Linked DNA regions of Gossypium hirsutum: region 2 is linked to region 1. The links are chromatin contacts, called in public Hi-C maps. All regions are on one chromosome and are shown on one strand. The core of a region is the stretch at or near the end of the contact, and the rest is flanking DNA. Distances in the headings are between cores, read along the strand shown. Region 1 has its middle 4.0 kb from the start of LOC121218886. Region 2 holds the start of LOC107901662 (chorismate mutase 2).

Region 1 (4,103 bases), core at 1,170-3,669:
ATTTATTCTACAATTCAATCATTTTTCATTTCTAACTTAAAAATCTATCAATTTAATCCCTAATACTCAAATTATTCAACATAGTCAACATTTAAAAACTCAATAATTTCTAAAATTTCAACATAGATCAGGTAGTATTTAAAATCAAGATTCTAAAAACATAAAAATTATAAGAAAATGGACTAAATTAACTAACCAATTGAACTTGAAACCCTAGTTTCACCTTTCTTTCTTTCCTTTCTTTTCTCCATGTTTCTTTTTCTTTTCTTTATTTCATTTACTTTTTTATTTTATTATATTTACTTTTTTATTATTATATTATATATATTTACTTAAATATTAAGTAATACATATTTTATTAATATATACATATGTATATTATTTTTACACATGTAGTCATTGTTACCATCCACTTCTTGAAATAAGACTTAATTGCTTATTTAGTCCCTTTACTTTTTTTTAATCTATAATTCAACTTTCATCTTTTATGCAATTTAGTCCTTATACCTAATTACTCTTAATTCATGCAAATTCACCTAATCAAAACCTAATTAACTACACAACTAACTTCGTAAATATTTTTTAAAAATATTTAGGAATCTGTTTTATGAAAACGAAGTCTCGAAAATACATTTTCCGATGCCCGTGACTATCGGGTCATTACAATTTGGATGGTATAATGACATAATAGAATGCCACAGACTGTTGTAATTTTTTTATGTAAAATTTAACATATAGATTATGTCATATAAGTTAATGGCATTATGTAACTTTTTGTTATTGTATGAACATTATGTTTGGATGTAAAATATAATTCTCAACCTATTTATTACTTCTAATATTTTGCTTTTTACTTTAGAAGATAATTAAATTATTTATTTCGCTAATTATATTTTAGCAAAATAATAAAGTAGGTTATGTATTATTTTTATAATATTATATATTATGATTTTGATTAATTCCTATTTTAATAAAAATTATATTAAGAATGTTATTAATTCATATATTATTTTATTAAATTATATTTAATAATAATTATGTTAAAATATGATTAAATAATTTGTTATTTATTTATTAAAATATAATTAATAAAAATCTTATTAAAATTTAATAATAACAATAATAATCATCTACCTAAAAAAAATTGCTAAGGGTATTTTGATCATTTAAGCCTTTTTAGGTATGCTATTACAACGTCTATTCCATTCAACTAAACACAAGAATATTATTACAACTCTATTTTATTCTAATGAACCAAACAATTGAATTACTGATTACAACTTTATTCCATTACAGTCCTATTCCATTTACTTTAACCAAACGTGACGTTAGGCTTTAACTAAAATGGTAAGGTTGATGTTTCGGTATTCTTGATGTCTATGTTCGAGCTTTACTAGTTATCTCCTAGATTGTTTTGGATTTAAGTAACATAATGTGTGAGTTCCATCCAATTTTTAATTCGAATATATTTATATTGATTAAAATTTTTATAAGTTTCTCTTAAAAATATCGAAGTATGATTTTCTTTCTTAATACTTTAAGCTAAAAGCAACGCTTTTATTTAGAACCCGGTTTTGAGAAAGAAAGTTCATTTTTAAAAGCCACCTAAATTATATGTTGTTATATTAACACTACTAGTAAATTATTTATATATTTTACAGCATATCTAAGACTTTTCCTCATTATAACTACAAACGAAAAATACAGCTTATAAAACAATGCAATGCACAAATCTCAATGTTTTTAGCAAAACCCATGTAAAAATTGAGTTAAATTTATTTAAAGTTTCGCAATTCAAACTCGAAATAATTTAAATGATCTAAATACACAATGAGTTAATTTGAAAAACTTTAACCTCAAATATAAATGATAAGAACAAAAAAGACAAAATGATTTGAACTCTAAATTGACCTAAATCCAAAATGATCCGAACCAAATTGACCTGAAATTTTTAAAAATCACTTAGATCAACCCAAATTCAACTTTGATTTCTCTAGATAAGTTTTTTTAAAAGTAAATATATGAAATATTTTAATTTTTATATGTTATATATTACAAAATACATAAATATAATATAATATAATATATTAAATATTTAGAAAGTAAATTGAATCAATCTAAACATAAGCCTTAAATGTTTAAACTCAAATCTGATTTATATTTTAAAGTAACTTAAATTTTTTTAACCAAATCACATACAATCCTAATCTTTTTTTATTTGAAATTTCCAACCTTCCACTTCCTCAATAATAACATTAAAAAAAAAGCCCCTATATTTGGGAAATTATTATAGTGAAAGCCCCGCAAAAGCAGTAGCCTCTATTAAAATTTAGGGCTAAGTTTTCATTTGTTAGGCCTATGTAAATTGCTTTACATCCAGACTGGCCGGCTTCAATGTAATGTTTGGGTCTTAATTCAGACTATTAAAATGGTTAAATCTGTCCAGTGGGCAGCCTTTGGTGGATCTATTTTATACATGAGCCAATTTGTACTTCAAATTTATGAAGAAACAATATAACTTTTATTCATTGTTAATGGGATTAATGGTAAAATATATGGGGTAAATTAGCAATATATGCCGATTTTGGAAGATAATGGGAAGTAGGCCGATTTTGGAGAGAGAAATAGGAAATGCGTCTTGCAAGAAGTGTTTTCTGCTGACGTGTCTGAAAACACGTTCTACAAAATGCATTTTCTTTAATAACTTAATACATTAGCTTCTTTGGTTAGATGGTTAAATGTTAGTAGTTTTATCCTTGAGTATCGGATTTGATTCCTTTCTTACTCAAATTTTTATTTTTTATTTCATGTTGTTTTAAACGTTTTTTTAAAATTAATTAATAATTAATAAATATATTATTTTTAAGTTTTTGATTCATATTTTTAATTAATAACTTGTAACATCCGCATTATGCCTTGGAGTTGGATACAGTACTATGCCAAGTTAGGAATATTAGAGAATTCTTAGAAACAAATAATATTGATAATTTGAGTGTTGATATATAGAGTAGTTAGAGCCAATAGGATATTAGAATATGCTTTTAGATGAGGAAAATTAATTTGAGATATTGAATAAATTGTAGAAGAATAGAAAGTATTGTGGTAAAAGTAAAAAATTAAATATTAGAAAAGAATACATAGAATTTGGAGAAAAGAGGAAGGATTAGAAGTGAAATTTGACCAAAATAAAGCATGAATCATGCATGGTATTGTAGAGAAAGTTGAAGGGTTAAATAGTAATGACTTAAATTAGATAATTATGAAAAAACTTAATGATTAAGGATTGAATTGTGTTAAAAGAAGATTGGAGGATCAAATTGCAAAACTAATATGTAATTATTAAATTAAGAGATTTTTTTTGTATAATTATGTAGAAAAAAAGTAGAAAAGATGAAAGCTTTCATCCCCCGTAAGAAGAAACAAAATGTCACCCCTAAAGCCATCAACCAAAATTTTGCTTTTATTTCAAATAGGTCCTTCCAGCATTTCTAAGCCCTTCCAAACTTAATTCTTTCAAATTCTTTAATGTTTTCTTAGTAAATGCAATAGAGAAGACTAGTGGTCATCTTAATTCCATGGGAAGATACTCCATAGATGTATTGAAGGAGAGATAAAATAGGAATTAAGTTTTGATTTCAAGTAAATAAGGTAAAAGATGATGAAATCCTCTTGAAATACATGTTTATTTCAATAAGATAGCATAGAAATGCTATTTGATTGTGGTTTTAACATGTAAATATTATATGTTCTGAAATGGAATTGAAGAAACAGAGAAGAAATGAGAGACTCAAATTGAAGACAAAAGAAAGGAAGTGATTAATGAGTAAGAAGAAGGAAACCTCATCATCCAAGCCTTGGTTTTAAGTACTTCAAGAATTTTAACTTGTTTAACTTAATTAATCATAAAATGTGTTAATTGAATAATTTAATTATTAGTATTATTTGATATGTATATTAATCTTTAGTGAAAATTTAAGTAAAAGATTTAAATTCTAGATTATATTGTGAATATGTAATGTTATATGTTGAAAATTGAAAAATGATAAGTGCTAAAAGTAACATATTTTAACCTTATTCTTAATGCATTTTTGGATGCTTATTCG
Region 2 (4,275 bases), core at 561-3,060, 220 kb after region 1:
CCTCTTTTACGAATCCGCCAACAACAAAGCCTTCCTTCTCATGGACGGTTGCAGTGGATTAAACTGCTCTGCGCCGCGCCGGATCGCTGCTCGCCCCTTCTCTGCACTTAAGCGTCGGAAGGTGAAGGGGAGGGTGAATCTTGGCCAGAGGAAGGAAGATGACGATGACGTGGCACCACCTAATCACGTAACCCGTCGTCCTGATTCGTCATCAGGTCAAAATTGTCTTGGTGTCATTTTTGTTTATTTTATTTGGTGGGGGAGAAGGGAGGTTGGGGTTTATTATTATTTGGCTTTTTGAGTTCCAAATTCTAATGTATATTTTTAGGAATAAATTTTATGCAATTACATATAATTTTGATTTTAGTTAGAGTTTTCATAGATCACAAATATTGTTTATTTACTAATAGATGGTTGAAAGGGTATTCGAATAGGATTAGTTTTAGATCATAACATGGAGAAAGACACCTATACTAGAGTGCAAATAGTTGCTTATATGGAGCCTAACTCTATAAGTGGTTCTTTTAGGGACAAAATACTATTTATTAAATCTTAAGATTTATGTCAACTAAATCTTAGCTCACGTAATATCAACTCTGAGTTGATTCGAAATTTTAATACTGAAATTATATTTGTACTTTTTATTATTTGCAAATAGAAGTTTAAGACTTAATCGAGCTCAAGCATGAGTAACTCGATTAAGTCTTGAGCCGAACTCAAGCTTAGAGATTGACGTTGGATCAAATTTTAATAATTTTCGGGGTTTTTTTTTTAATCAGAAAGAAGCGGAAGGGAAGCTAATTACAACGTGGTAATAGGGTGTTTTTTGCTTCGACTGGTTGCTGTGACTGAAAAAGAACTTCAAAAGATGGCAGAACTGAGAATCCAAATAGCGGCTGTTCTTGAAAATGTTAAAGATGAGCTCCGAAACAAAGATTTATTCATAACCGCAAAGGAGATTGAATCAAACAATGGCATTGATGAAGATTTAGAATCGGAGTTTAATGGCGATCTTATATCAAATAAAGAGATATTTGATCAGCCTTTGAAATGTGAAGATGTGCCGAAAGAAGAAAAGTATCTGGAAGGAATGGATAGACTTGAAGCAGAACTTGAAGCCGAGTTAGAACGTTTGCAACTCCATTTGGATGCAAGCAAATTGTCCTCAACCCATCCTCAGGTACGATTAAAACTTGGGAATTTGGCATGTCTTTTGTATTTCATTGTTTTTGGTTAGGGTGATTTAATTAATTTGAATCTAAATTCCAGTTGAATTTGATTTGACCGAATTTGAACCGTAATCGACTTGAAACCAAAGATCATCTGAATTTGAAATGACTTGAATTTAAAATGGTCCAAACTTGAAATGATTCGAATTCATAATTCCAGTTGAACTTGAATTGACTCAATCTGAACGAGTAACCCAAAATGGTCTGAACTTGAAATTGATTTAAACTCAAATAAATTGACCCAACTTGAACAAATATCTCTAAATGACCTAAACCTACCATGACTCAAAAAACTATAATGACTTAAGACTTGAAATATCCAAATAAAACAAACTTGAATGACTTGAATTGAAATTATCTAAAACTTTTAAAACTCTAATTGGCCCAACCCAAAATTATCTAAAACCAAAAATGATGTGAATCTTGAATGATCCAAACCTAAAACGTATAAATTAATTCATACTTGGAATCAGCCCATACCTAACTCAATATGTTTAGTTTATGTAGTAGTACTAACTAATATTGAAACCTTACCAATTCCCTGGAGATTTTAAATGTCATCTTTTTTACAACTATAGCAGAGTACTGGTAATAGTTCAGCCCGAAGCTACAGTATGAGCTATGGAGAAGTAATTGACCCGACAATTTATGGTGAAGAAGAAGAGTGTGCGCAGTTGCATTGTGGTGTTCCTCCACACGAACTGGAGAGAAAGTTGCATGAATTGTTGGAATCGAGGCAGGAAGAGCAGATAAGAGAATTAGAAGCTGCTTTGGCAAGTGCACAGCAAGAACTGGTCGACAAGGAAAGAGAGATTTCATGGTGGAAAGACACTGCACGGCTTATGTCGATTCATGTCCAACAACCTTCACAGTTTGGTTCCTAGCTGAGGTGAGAAAATTTCTTACTGCTTTTTTTCATGTGTATCATATCAGGTGTAGTTGTTTGGTGTTTAAAGATGAATTGTTTGTTATTTTGGCTTTAAAAGCATTTTGGATGGTTGATTAGTTTGCAAGTGAAACAGGGAAATTATTTCACATTTTTAAGGGATATTAGTTTATCAATGAATAGTTATCTACATTAAATTGAAGGCCTTTCATTTGAATTTTAATGTTGTTTTTTTATTTTTTATAGTTCTCGTTAAAACCACCCTTACTATTTCGAGTCTCACCACATGTAATTGTCATGAATGAGTCTTGCCCTAGAGTTGTGTATTGATTTTATTTTATTTGTACTATAATTACACTATATTTGTAGCTGTGAACTCTAAAAGAATGAAAATAAAAATTAAGTTAAATTGAGATAGGAGGACTGAAAGAGTGCACTCTATTATCATTAATAAGCAGCAAATCCTGATATAAAGGTTCAGTAATACAATCAGGTTTGGACATTCATGTACACTCTAAGCACTAGAAACGACCTGAATAAAGAACAAGCAAATTGTATAAGCCTGTAGGTTTGTAATTAAACCTATCAATTTTGATCCCAAATCTAGAAATACAATTCCAACCTCAACTCGTTTTAATTATAAAAATTCTAACCATTTGTATTTAAATTGACTTTTGATTTTAAAATTGACTTTTGATTTTAAAATTGACTTGAAGTACTTCAAATTGACTCGATTTGAGTTTTAAATTGAACCAACTTAAATCTAATAGGACATGAACCCAAATTAACTCAAATTGAAATGTTGAAATGGTATAGAAGTTTTAAAATCCAAATTATTTAATCATTAATCTAATTTAAAATCAAATTGATTTGATCAATTAGTTATTTAAACTGTCAACATAGGTTTTTGAATTGAATTGATGGTTAAATCGATTAGACCATTGATTTTTGATTCGATCATTGTTGTTTTCTTTTAAGAAACTCTAAAAACTAGGGAAATAAAAAATTTTGAAAAAATAAGGAAAATATTTAAATAACAATAATACATTTATTCATTTTTTTTCTTCGGATTTAGGTTGGTGGGTGGGTTTAGGGTTAGCTTGTATTCATTTCTATTTGTTTAGGGTTTTTTTTCATTGGGGCTAGATTTTTCTTAGGGTTAGCTTGTATTCGTTTTCTATTTGTTTAGGGTTTTTTCCTCATTTGGGCTAGATTTTTCTTAGGGTTTAGGTAAAACAATTTGACCCAAAACATAAAAATTGAGTAGGGTGGCACAAACATGGATTTGAGTCTAATTCCTGGTAAAGATGATGTTTTATAACCAATCACATTGAGTAGCAATTAATAATAATATAAGCGTCCCAGTTCCAGCAAGTTGCAACCACATAACTAACCCTCAAGTTATTCCGTTACCCTTTTTTAAGGTCCGCAGAACTAATGGGACAAAACAGGATTAGATAGAACGCCATGTCTGAGCCGACACAACCCTTTAAGTCTGAACACAGAGAAAGGCAACTCTCCCGTGCGCACTACGCACTACCCACCATTTCTTTTGGCTTCTTCTTTTCTTTTATATAAACCCCCTTCCATTCCATTCATAAATTTGAGAGAGAGAGAGATCATTTGTCAACGTCTTATAAATTTGAGAGAGAGAGAGATCATTTGTCAACGTCTTACTTCCCACTTTCGTTTACTCGTTTTTCCTTATATCATAAATGTAATAGGTCTTCCATTGTTTTTAATTTTTACCAACATTGATATGTCTGTGGTAATGATGTTAACAACTCTTTTTCTTCTTGCTAGTTCAGCCTGCAAACACGAAATGGCGAAAGCAGAACACAACAACGTGACGCTGGGGATGGTGAGGGATTCATTGATAAGGCAAGAAGACACCATTGTTTACAGTCTGATAGAGAGAGCAAGGTTCCCTTTGAACCCTCCCACCTACGACCCTTCCTACGCTTCCATCCCTGGCTTCAGTGGATCTTTGCTTGAGTTCTTCGTTAAACAAACAGAGGCCGTACAAGCTAAGGTAAAAAAACTGAACCTCTCTTCTCTTTCATCTTTCTCCCTTATGTCATTCATTCTCAGTTAAAACATGCCACCTCTCTACTTAAAAAAGTTTTTAATTGAAATTGTTGTGATTGCATAGGTCTATTC

Evidence for each region. A called contact is a pair of places that touch in the nucleus more often than the background predicts.
Region 2: a Hi-C map of leaf shows a contact between it and region 1, with 4 times the contacts expected there. The contact joins the promoter of LOC107901662 here to the enhancer-like site in region 1. A contact is called at or near these places in 7 of 34 Hi-C or Micro-C datasets (anther, fibers, leaf and 1 more).

What each region holds. Positions count from the first base shown.
Region 1 is chrD06:24,712,407-24,716,509 of Gossypium_hirsutum_v2.1, forward strand. No RefSeq gene overlaps it. Among protein-coding and RNA genes, the nearest start is that of LOC121218886, 4.0 kb to the right of the region's middle. Within about 2 kb of position 2,420, at least 2 of the 9 cell types and tissues checked have an H3K27ac peak or open chromatin away from gene starts, as enhancers often do. A contact at or near this core is called in leaf, where this site is marked.
Region 2 is chrD06:24,934,828-24,939,102 of Gossypium_hirsutum_v2.1, forward strand. LOC107901662 (chorismate mutase 2) reads left to right here and starts at 1,811. Exons shown (of 6, transcript XM_016827750.2): 1 at 1,811-2,118; 2 at 3,919-4,147. The coding sequence starts at 3,938.